3 separate regions of the Zea mays genome follow, and all the other regions are linked to region 3. The links are chromatin contacts, called in public Hi-C maps. All regions are on one chromosome and are shown on one strand. Each heading gives the region's core, a stretch centred on a gene start, on an enhancer-like site or on the middle of the called end of the contact. The rest is flanking DNA. Distances are from core to core; before and after follow the strand shown.

Region 1 (3,726 bases), core at 1,063-3,562, 82 kb after region 3:
ACTTTATTTCAAAAGTAGCATCACGCTCTAGAGGAATACGTGGGAGCTCAGCTAGGAACACATCAGGGTAGCAACACACTACGGGAATGCCCTCAATCCTTTCAATCAATAAGGGCTAATTTGAAACTCAAATCTTCTCAAAGCTTCATGGGGTTGTTTCTACCTCAATCCCCTCCGACCCCTAAAGAGATTTGAGTTTCTAAATTAGCTCTTGATTTAAGTTTTCAAATTAGTTCTAAGAGACGTTAACTCGGTCATCAGTCATCCTGCTAAAGGTTGATTCTTGGTACTCCGTCCCATCCATCCATGCAGCCGGTTGCCTAAAACCTAACCTGATCAACTAGAGCATGCAACTTTCATGCGATGCGTGAATACTGAACAGTTCAGCTCACCCTTCTCCACACAGGACACAGTCCGTCAACTATTAAACCTGCTCCTTGAGATAAAAAAGAGATGGCGATCGAGTACAGGAAACCATATGGCGTCCGTGTTACCTAGATTCGTTATTATATTAGTGGATCGGTGCATGCAATCAGCTTTATGTGGATTCAAAAGTACTTATTAGCACTGTTGTTGTCTGATATTGGATCGTTGTCCAGATTTAACCACCTACTGCAGGTGTATATATGTCTCTCTTCATTTTCCACCATATTGTTCTCTCTAGCAAGGATGCAAACGCTCTACTCGGATTTATTATTACACTAGTTAGATGTTACTGGTGCATCACTACAATATCTATATAAGAGTGTTATATATAGGGAACATATATGGTGTAAACCAACTCTTCCATACAATCGTAAAATTTTTTAATATGTGTCACATGATGTTGGTCCAAAAGGACGCGCGGGGATGGATAATTTTGAACTTAACTGTCCGCTCCTAACCACACTTTTGCAAATATCCTTCCCACTCCCCCACGTGCCCCTTGGATCAATATTATGTGACTCAGATTAAAAGTTTGTACGGTTATACAGAGTGATTAATTTGCACTAGATATGTTTCCATCTTATTCCCCCCAAAGTTGACAAAGTCAACCGTTAATAGTCGAGTTATTTCACTAACGGGGTGTTTGGATCCTTTCATTTTAAAGGAATTGGAATTCACTCAATAAAGTAACTTATTTAGTTTGGAATTTGGCATTCCACCACTTTCCAAAGTCCAGATATAAGGCTATCTCAAATTCATAGAGTGGAGGATAGGAAATGATTTTATGCATGATTAGAATTTGTTTCTAATATGTAACTTACATGACACTCTTCGTTCTACTCCTTTATAATAAAAATGTAGGAAATAAATATCTAAGACATCTTGCTAATAATAGTATACAAATATATTTTGTATAAAAGTGAATTAGCTTAATTGGTATATGACTAAATTACTATTATTAGAATGGAATTCAATTCCAGTGATCCAAACGAGGCGTAAATTTAAAAGACATACACTGGTCGATTGCAGGCTATCTCCGGACAGATCCCCTCTTATATTCTATCCACTATTTTAAATTTCTCACTATAAATAGTATAAAAAAGTGTAGTCTACAATTTTGTATCCTCTATTTTACACACCCTACCAGAGTCGTGTGTCGCTCTCACCATAGTAGCAGAGGGGTTGATAAAGAGATTGGGTCAAATTTTAAGGAGGATCCGTGATGGCAGGCAGAGCGACCGGTGGGGTGGGTCAGGGCGGGAGACAAGATAGGTAACGGCGACTGGGATCTTGGCGTGCTGGCGGAACGAAGAAGACCGAGAGACAGCAGACATGGCAAGTAGGTTGGCATTGATTGGCTCAATAATAACTTTCTGGTGCTAGCTGCTGTGCTGGTGGTTATCGGCCGATCGAGGCCCTGACCGCCTGAGCTGCGCTCCATCATCCGGTGGCTCCGTGCTGGAAACGGACGCAGACGACGAGAGTGGCCGGGTCCGGGGGGCTGGGGCTGGGGCTGGGCCTGCGGCGACATCCGCCGGCACCGGCAGGCCATGCCGGCCGTCACCCACCACTGGTGCATGCATATTGCATGAGCGCGGCGGTGGTTGTCGTCTGGCTGCGACCGGCCGTCCTCGCTCTCGGCTAGGAGCTGCGGGCAGCGGGCGGCTGGCCCGATCGTGCTATACCTGCTGTTGCTGCTGCAGCACTGCACCACACACCGCTCACCGCTGCAGCAGGCAGCGCACATTGATGGGAGTGACCAGCTAGGCCCATTGTGGATCGATCTGGCGTGCAGGTCTTGCTCCGGACCGACCGGAGTAATGGCGCCACGCCGTCCCGCCACCGTGGCCGCGCGGGCCCGGTTCTCGTGGACTACCACGAACACGACATAAAACGGCTAGATTGTCAGTCAACTAACCAGTGACACGATAAATGCAATGACGTACGGTTTGGTACGTAGTGTGTTGAATGACGACTGCCCGTTCGGTCTACTGGCTTCTAGCGTACGTGGCCGGCCCGGTCGTTTGGGTGGCAGGACCGCATGCAGGAGAGCCATGGACCTGGTCCACGCAGAGGCAGCTAGCGGCATTGTTATTTTCCAGTAGGCCGTAGCAGTAGGCTTGGAGGAAGGGAAGGGTAGGATAGCCGACCAAAACAAGGCCACTACTAGTACACACGTAGGCACCTGCAGGCTGCATCCTCCGCTGTCCACTGCTGCCTGCCTGCCTGCTGGCTGCTGCTAGTCGCACTCGGACAGACTGCTGCGCTGTCGTTACTTCTATCAGGTATTTTTTTCACAGAGGGGCCATAACCAATATATAATAAATTATACTCCCTCGGCACTAAAATATAATTGGTTTTACTAAGCACAATCCATTAGAGCAACGAAAGCCATTTTCGGCAGCCAGAAACCACCAAAAATAAACCTTATGCCACCAAAAATAAGGTATTTTCGACGACATAAATATTATTTTCGACAGTTTCTGGCCACCAAAAACGCTAAAAAGCTCGTCTTTGCGAAGAAAGCTGAAAATGTGGTCATTAAGTAACATATACATGTAGTTTCCATATATATATAATCATTTGATGAATGTGGATAGAAAAAAGTGAGGGTAAAAAACTATATTTTGGAACGAAACGATTATATAGTATATGCATGATTTAAGTTTAAATTATAGACCACATGTTTTTATTAAAAGGAATAAGTCTATGTAATCCCTTGGCATTTAAATGGTGGTCTACTTCTCACCTCACCTTTAAAATTAGTTGTTTACCTCTCTCAACTTCAGAATACAGACAAACAACCCCTTAGATAGTTTTAGTTGACGGTTTTGATGACGTGGTACTGATTTATGCAACATCAGTTTTATCTTTTTTAATTCTGTCTTCTACTAGTGTCCAAATTTTATGTAATTTTACACAAAACTGGTGCTCCAAAAATTACATAGAAACAGAGTAAATATAATATATAATTATCGATTTTTGTGTAATTATGCAACTTTGTAGTTGACAAACTTTTCATTTGAATCCATTTATTGTCTCAAACAATCAATTTACACTTGGTATGTTATAATATGTGTAGAAGAAAAAACGTAATATAAACATGATTGAGGTAGGGGGTGTAGTGGTAGAAGAGTTTGTTCGCAAAAGAGAGGTCATAGGTTTGAATCGTATATGACACGATTTGCAAAAAAAAACTGCTACAAAAAATAGTGAGAAAATGTGAATGGGTAGGCATTGGTTGGCGTTGGCTAGTGGGGTGGTTTCCCTTATTAAAAAAATATTTTGCTATTTTTGCAT
Region 2 (3,217 bases), core at 113-2,612, 86 kb before region 3:
AGAAGTGAAAACAACATGCTCCACACATGTGCTCTACTGCCTTGTGCTTTACATGTTCTGTTGCTTGGGGTACTAGAAAGAAGCTACCTTTTGTTGCGAGACTGCTAGCTCAAAAGTCAAACAGTTGCAGAAAAAGTAACGTTAGATGTTACACTCTGCTAGTGCCAATACATCATGGCTTACACTATTCTGTTAAACACAAATGGAGGTCACTCTGTGACGACAGGTCTTCATCGCAGGGGTGGGGAGGCACTAAAAATGAGAGGCAAGCGTAAAGGTAAGATCAGCCGCAATGGGTTGGCGGGGTTCCTGTCTCAGTGCAGACAAGAATATGTGTGGTGGATAGATTACAGTTGGTTTTGCAATAAGTATTCTGACGATCGACTAGATGTGCACTTTTTATCACTCAACTGTTTTCAGCAGAATCATTAAGCTCACGCACTTCCTTTCGTTTCCTTTTTTTTTGCAAAGGTAAGGGCACCCTGATGTATTCTTGATGTGATTTGGAGGTAGCGCTTGCAAAAGTGTTTATGATGTCTTAATATTCACATTTTTTTTGTTCGGCCTTCCAGAGTACTGTAACCTGTGGTTGCTTCTTTCAGAACATACATCAGAGTTCACCGAATGGTCCTGAACAGCTTGAATGAATAATGATTAACTAGCCTATTACACGTGCTTTGCTACCGTTGTTATATATCATATAAATAGATATTCAAATATTTATTTAAAAATAATTATTGTTTATTTCTAAACATTAAGATATATGTGTGATTTGGTGATTAGGCCTAAATTTCTGGAGCAGTGGTTAAGCTCTCAAGTAGATTGAGCATGTGAGGATTGGACTGTTTGTGAGGATTGGACTGTTATATATCCACCAAAGTTAGTAATCGATAGCGTGTTGGTTGATTGTTTTTTTGTTGCCTCGGCTAATTAAACTACGAAATGGCCCCGGTGGACAGTAGCAGCAGCTGCTCCTTTTTCCTGAAAAAAAAGAAAGAAATTAGGTTACCCGCAATATCAGCTGCCATTTTTTTTCTCATCAATCGCTGCTCTGCTAGTAGATCGCTGATAGAGATAGCTTGCAAAACATATACATATGCTGCAGCCACTCTTGGGATGTCATAGTGATTTTGGGGAGTGGTGGGATGTTGGGGTCACCTCACTTGAGCTTCTAGAAGGTGAGACCCAGCAACAACGGAGAGCGCCTTTTCCCAAATTAATACCATACCAAAGAAAAAAAAACTTCGCTGAGCCATTGGAAAACGATGCTTGAAAAGGATGGTTGAGGTCGCAGATGGAGATGGAAGGCAATTGGCGACTGAGGAGGGTGCACGCAGAAGCACAGGCCGCCAGGGGAGGGGATTCGGGTGCTGTCGCTGCTGCTGCTGTCTTTTGTGGGTGATGTGATGTCATGTAGCCTACCAACTACTACCAACTACCACCGCCCCCAAGTTTCTTCCCCTTGCCTTGGTTGAAAACCAAACCTTATTCGATTCCCGACCTCTCTCCGTCCATCCATTGCTTTTGGTATTCTGCGTACGTACCGGCAGGAAGATTCGGAATTCTTTTCTTCAATTCTTCTTCTTCGTGCTCATTTTGAGTGGTCGACAAGACAGATCGATGCAAATTCAGAGGGGACGGCCATAAACGGGTAACCGCGATTTTGTAAGAAATTTAGACATTTTTTGTTTTAATATTTAATTCAGAAAAAGAGTGTGATATATATATATATATAACTACTAAGCAGTAAATAAAAATAAAACATGCACAAATAAGAAAGAACAGAATGTAATCTGCGGAGGGACCGATGTTCAAGGCGTCAATGGCTCTATTCACACGAGACATCCCGTGTGTATGTTCGATGTAGCCATACAAAGTCAATGCAGGAAGATGTACGCCGTGCAGTCCCTTGAACGGTCGCCGGAAGAAGAACAACAACATGTGTAGCCCGAGGAAGGCGACGAGGAACAGGATGTAGACAAAGCAACACCGAGTCGAACGCATCACACGAGCAGTCACGAATACGCTCTCCAAAAATCTGATCGCCCGCACACTCGTGCAAGTGTATCTCTGCGGACGACGATTTCGGATGTTTGCTCTTCCACTCTCTCTGTGCTCGCAGAAGATGGGACGGGAATGTGATGTTTACAATGTGTGTGAGAGGTATCGCGCGTACATGGAAGAGTCTTCACTCTCCATTCTTATAGCAACATGTGTCAGAAGGAGGGAGAAGGGCAACAGATAGAAACGGTCGCACATTAGAACTAGAAACCAACGACAATAACTAATGTCCGTTATCACAGTAACTGACGTCCGTTACCAGCCAAAAGATAGGAAACAGACGGTCATCACACCAGGCAAAATGTACAACCATTTGAAAGGAATATTCGGACGACGGTCTATCATGGCCATGAGGCCCAGCCCGGACGATGGCGGCGCGCGCGCGTGCGACAGTCCTTCATCCTTTTCTCGACTTCCCAATAGATGCACCAACGGTCCATCTATTTAAGTTGATTGATTTGTTCCTTGAACTTCTAATACGGTGCTAATTTATTAGTACACCTTAGAAATTAAAGCGGGTCACTAGCATTGACTATTATTGAATATTAATTGGGCCAAGCTCACATTTATCCAACAATCCCCACCAAATGCTAAGTCACACGAAAATACTCTCATCATCTCAAACAATTGATATACTGATGTTTCGATAAAGACTGTTAAGTTGAACGTCCACCTAGAGCTTAGACTATAACCACAACTACACAATGGACTAGGCCTTGAACTGACAGTTTTTCGTAGAATGAGTTTCATCTAAACTCTTTGCCAGTACTAGATTGCCGAATGTATCCCCTGTGGTTGGAGCATATAAGTAAAACTCCATGGCCTTTCATGGTTATCTAGAGACCACCCAGATCTCAAACTGTGACTAGCAGTTAACCCATATAGGTATGTTCCTCCAAATATGTTCTGTAGGACAACATATTTACTTCCCAAAGCCATTTGGAACATATTAAGGTGTAAACACCAACCTACCTTACAGTAAGGAAAGATATGCATCTAAAATGAGCCTTATTAAGGGTCTTTTCTCTCAGTCTACCCCTAGCTTGTTTCACCATTCTAATTCACGGGATCTCCGATTACATAGAATAGTTTACCACTTTGATAAACTTTAGGTGGGTCTCAGGCCCATCTCACTTGATGCACTATCTATCACACT
Region 3 (3,516 bases), core at 64-2,563:
GGCTGTTGAGGCACAGGCACACCGCCGCGGCATTGGTGCCGCCCGCCGCCGTTTCCTGCTCCTGCTTCATCACCAGTGGCTGCTTGATGATGCCGGTTTCCTCCGGCGGCTGGTAGGCCGCTAGGCTGATGGACAGGTTGAGGTCGATGTCGAGGTGGCGCCGCGGCGGCGTGGCGGACCGCGGCTCGTCGTCGCTGCTACGGCTGTAGGCCTCGTCCGGCGAGTTCGAGATGACGACGACCTCCAAGTGGTCCTGGTGCGGATGGCCTGCTGGACCGCCGCCGGCCGCTCGCTTCTGCGGCTCCTGCAGCTGGTAATGCTGCTGCCCCGCGGTCGCGCTGGCGAGCGGGCGGTGCGTCTGCGGGTCCATGCCGCGGGCGAGGAGCTTGCGCTTGATGTGCGTGTTCCAGTAGTTCTTGATCTCGTTGTCCGTCCTGCCCGGCAGCCTCCCGGCGATGAGCGACCACCTGCATACACATACGCGATCAGGAACGGTTCTTCTTTTTTTAATTTCATCTCTATGGACATGCATGGCATGGCAGCCTACTTGTTGCCGAAGAGCTCGTGGAACTTGATGATGAGGTCATCCTCCTCCTCGGTGAAGTTGCCGCGCTTGAGGTCCGGGCGCAGGTAGTTGATCCACCGCAGCCGGCAGCTCTTCCCGCAGCGCAGCAGACCTGCACAGCCGTCCATCCGCCCCGCACATCTATCAAACTCACCCCATCTTGGAAACATACAAGCATGGCATGCATATATCTTGATCCGCATCCTACGCACCTGCGGCTTTTGGTAGCGATCTCCAGCAGCCCTCGCCGTGGGCCTTGATGTAGGCGACGAGGCGCTGGTCCTCCTCCTTGGTCCACGCGCCCTTGTTGGTGTGCGCCTGCTCGCAGCACGGGGACCTCCCCATGCCGGCCGCCCGCCAGGCAGAGATCGACGACAGCCACGCCGCGCACAGACAGAGAGGCCTCGCTGCTGCCGGAGTGGGTGGGAGTACGTAGTCGATCGGAGGATGCTGGACTGGTGGCGGCGATCGATGGCGTGGTTTTGCTGCGAGCCTTTCGCGAATGGAGAACAGAACAAAGGCAAGGAGCCGGGGAGGAGCGGGGGAGGAGTGGTTGGTTTTATACGAAAGAGGGGTCGAGGTGGAGAGCGTGGAGGAGCGAGGGCCGAGGGTGCCCGCCCCATTGACCCGGATCCCTGTGAGTGAGCCATGGCCCCGTGCCCATGCATTTGACCGAGTTGGTGTGGTGGTGTGATGGGGTGGGAGGTGGACCACCCGGTCGAGTGGTTGGTTGGCTGCGAAGCAGAGCCGCAGCGAGGGGAGAGGAGGGGAGGGGCGCTGCCTGTATTTGGTAGGTGTAGGTAGGTAGGTAGGTAGGTGCGCTTCACTTGAGTGCCCGTTGTCCTATTTCCGTTGGGATTTTGCTAAATTCAGGTATATGGATTTTAGTTTTTTTCAGATAATAGTTATTATATATTTTTAATACTAAAATTACATATACGATTTATTGTATTTTATATAGATATAGTCTGTAATTTGTAGTTTCGAGAATAAAGAATTTATAAGACAACATTATAAACCTAACAAATCTAATTACGTGTTGGCACGATAATAATAAAAAAAATATTTGTATAGTTAAGCAAAGACAAAAAAAAATGATTTGTTATAATACAAAGACAAATCATAAAAGCAACATTTCATACTAATTAGGTTATACATGCGTGTTGACTCAAATTATCTAAAATTCAGACACTTTTATGCAGTTTTTTCTTTGTGTTTTTTTATTAATTTTTTTCCATTTGATGGTCACCATCCTTCCTCCCATGCTGCTTTTATTCCAGTTTGTTCTGGGGAAGGGAGCTTGCTAGCTGTACGCTGGGACTGTACCCAGCTGCAGCTACAGGCTAGGCTGGTAGACGCGGACGGCATGCTTAATAATTGATCGTATAGTAGTGGTGTATAATTTTAGCTAGTCCTAATCAGATATTAATGCTGCAAATAATGATCACATATTTTGAGATGAAACCTACCACGGCCTCTTCTGTTATTTTTGGTTTTCCCAACCTTTATCTCTACTAATATAAATCACTAATTTTAATAGTCGTCCGGCGTCTCGTATAAGATGTTTCCTTCATCCATCTCGTCTACAAACTAGAGATAAGGTAAAACTTATATGCCGGCTAAGAGTACATGACTATATATTATATATATATATATATATATAATTTGTTTTTATGTAATTGTTGTGTCTTAAAACTTTATCGAATATTTAGTCTCTGTTTGGTTTGAGTGACTAAAGATTAGTTCTTTTATTTTATTCTCATTTAGTCTTTAAGGCCTGTTTGGTTGGCTTCTCCCTGTAGCCTTGTTGCATGAGCCAGGCCGCGCGGGAGCCTGGTTTCAAAGATGCGACCAATTTGCTCGCGCCTGCAGACCCTGACCCAGGGTGCTTTGAGTATCGTACAAGCCTCGCTCTACATCTGCATGCATGTAACCAAACACACACCTCGCACGCGTAGATCCTCGTTGACAACAAACAAACACTAGCTCATTATATCCCGCGATGCAGGCACCAGCAAATACAGGCAACCAAACTCACGATAAATATCAAACGGTGGGACTAAAATAAGAACTAAACTAGTTTAGTCTCTAGTCCATCAAAGGGTGACTAAATGAGACTAAACCATATTAATTTCACTTTTTGCCCCTTAATTATTTTAGTTCCACTAATTGAGAGAGAATGGGTGGTATTTTGGTCTTCTTATTATTTATTTAATGTGCTCTAAATACTTTTAGCTGCTACAACCAAATAGGATAATGACTAAATTTTAGTCCCCTAATTAAACTTTAGTCCTTGGACTAAAGAAACCAAACATGCCCTAATACATGTGTGATATATTCTTATTGTAATGTTGTTGTAACTGTGCTCTGAATTAGAATATAATCTTGGTGTCATATATATGCATAGGTATGAAATAGAAGATCAATTAACTGGAGCAGTCATGTGAACAAGCATAACATCATAAAATGATGGAAAATAAAAACATGTGTTTGGCATGTTGACGTAGTTGTACGAGCCAAAATTGCTAATTTGTTATACCTAATAATCCTTACGAATTCCAAATGTTTCTTTCTTTCAAATGGTACTTTTCTTCCCTTTTTAGTTAGTTTCTAGTTAAATGCGCAATAGGTGTGTACGATTGTGCTCCGGACCCGTTTGATCTAAGGGGTTATTTTTTAGTCCCGTTCCATCCATAGTTTGAATACTAATTAGAAGTATTAAATATAGTTTAATTATAAAATTAATTACACTAAAGAAAACTAAATTAAAATGAGTCTATTAAACTTAATTAGTCCATGATTCCTCATATAATGCTACAGTAAACATGTGCTAATTATAAATATTTTATTAGGTTTAATGAATATATCTAGTAGTTTAGTCTTTATCTAAATAACTAAACTATATTTAATATTCATAATTGATATTTAAACATATGATGTGACACGAACTA

The links. A called contact is a pair of places that touch in the nucleus more often than the background predicts.
Region 1: a Hi-C map of leaf shows a contact between it and region 3, with 4 times the contacts expected there. The contact joins the enhancer-like site here to the promoter of LOC100384270 in region 3. A contact is called at or near these places in 7 of 25 Hi-C or Micro-C datasets (ear, endosperm, leaf and 2 more).
Region 2: a Hi-C map of leaf shows a contact between it and region 3, with 3 times the contacts expected there. The contact joins the enhancer-like site here to the promoter of LOC100384270 in region 3. A contact is called at or near these places in 9 of 25 Hi-C or Micro-C datasets (bundle sheath, ear, endosperm and 3 more).

The regions. Positions count from the first base shown.
Region 1 is chr4:213,107,702-213,111,427 of Zm-B73-REFERENCE-NAM-5.0, reverse strand. No RefSeq gene overlaps it. Among protein-coding and RNA genes, the nearest start is that of LOC111591410, 53 kb to the right of the region's middle. Within about 2 kb of position 2,312, at least 18 of the 20 cell types and tissues checked have an H3K27ac peak or open chromatin away from gene starts, as enhancers often do. A contact at or near this core is called in ear, endosperm, leaf and 1 more, where this site is marked.
Region 2 is chr4:213,275,741-213,278,957 of Zm-B73-REFERENCE-NAM-5.0, reverse strand. No RefSeq gene overlaps it. Among protein-coding and RNA genes, the nearest start is that of LOC100384270, 86 kb to the right of the region's middle. Within about 2 kb of position 1,362, at least 11 of the 20 cell types and tissues checked have an H3K27ac peak or open chromatin away from gene starts, as enhancers often do. A contact at or near this core is called in bundle sheath, leaf and seedling, where this site is marked.
Region 3 is chr4:213,188,908-213,192,423 of Zm-B73-REFERENCE-NAM-5.0, reverse strand. LOC100384270 reads right to left here and starts at 1,313. Exons shown (of 3, transcript NM_001176835.1): 1 at 778-1,313; 2 at 548-677; 3 at 1-467. The coding sequence starts at 1,233. The coding sequence ends at 121.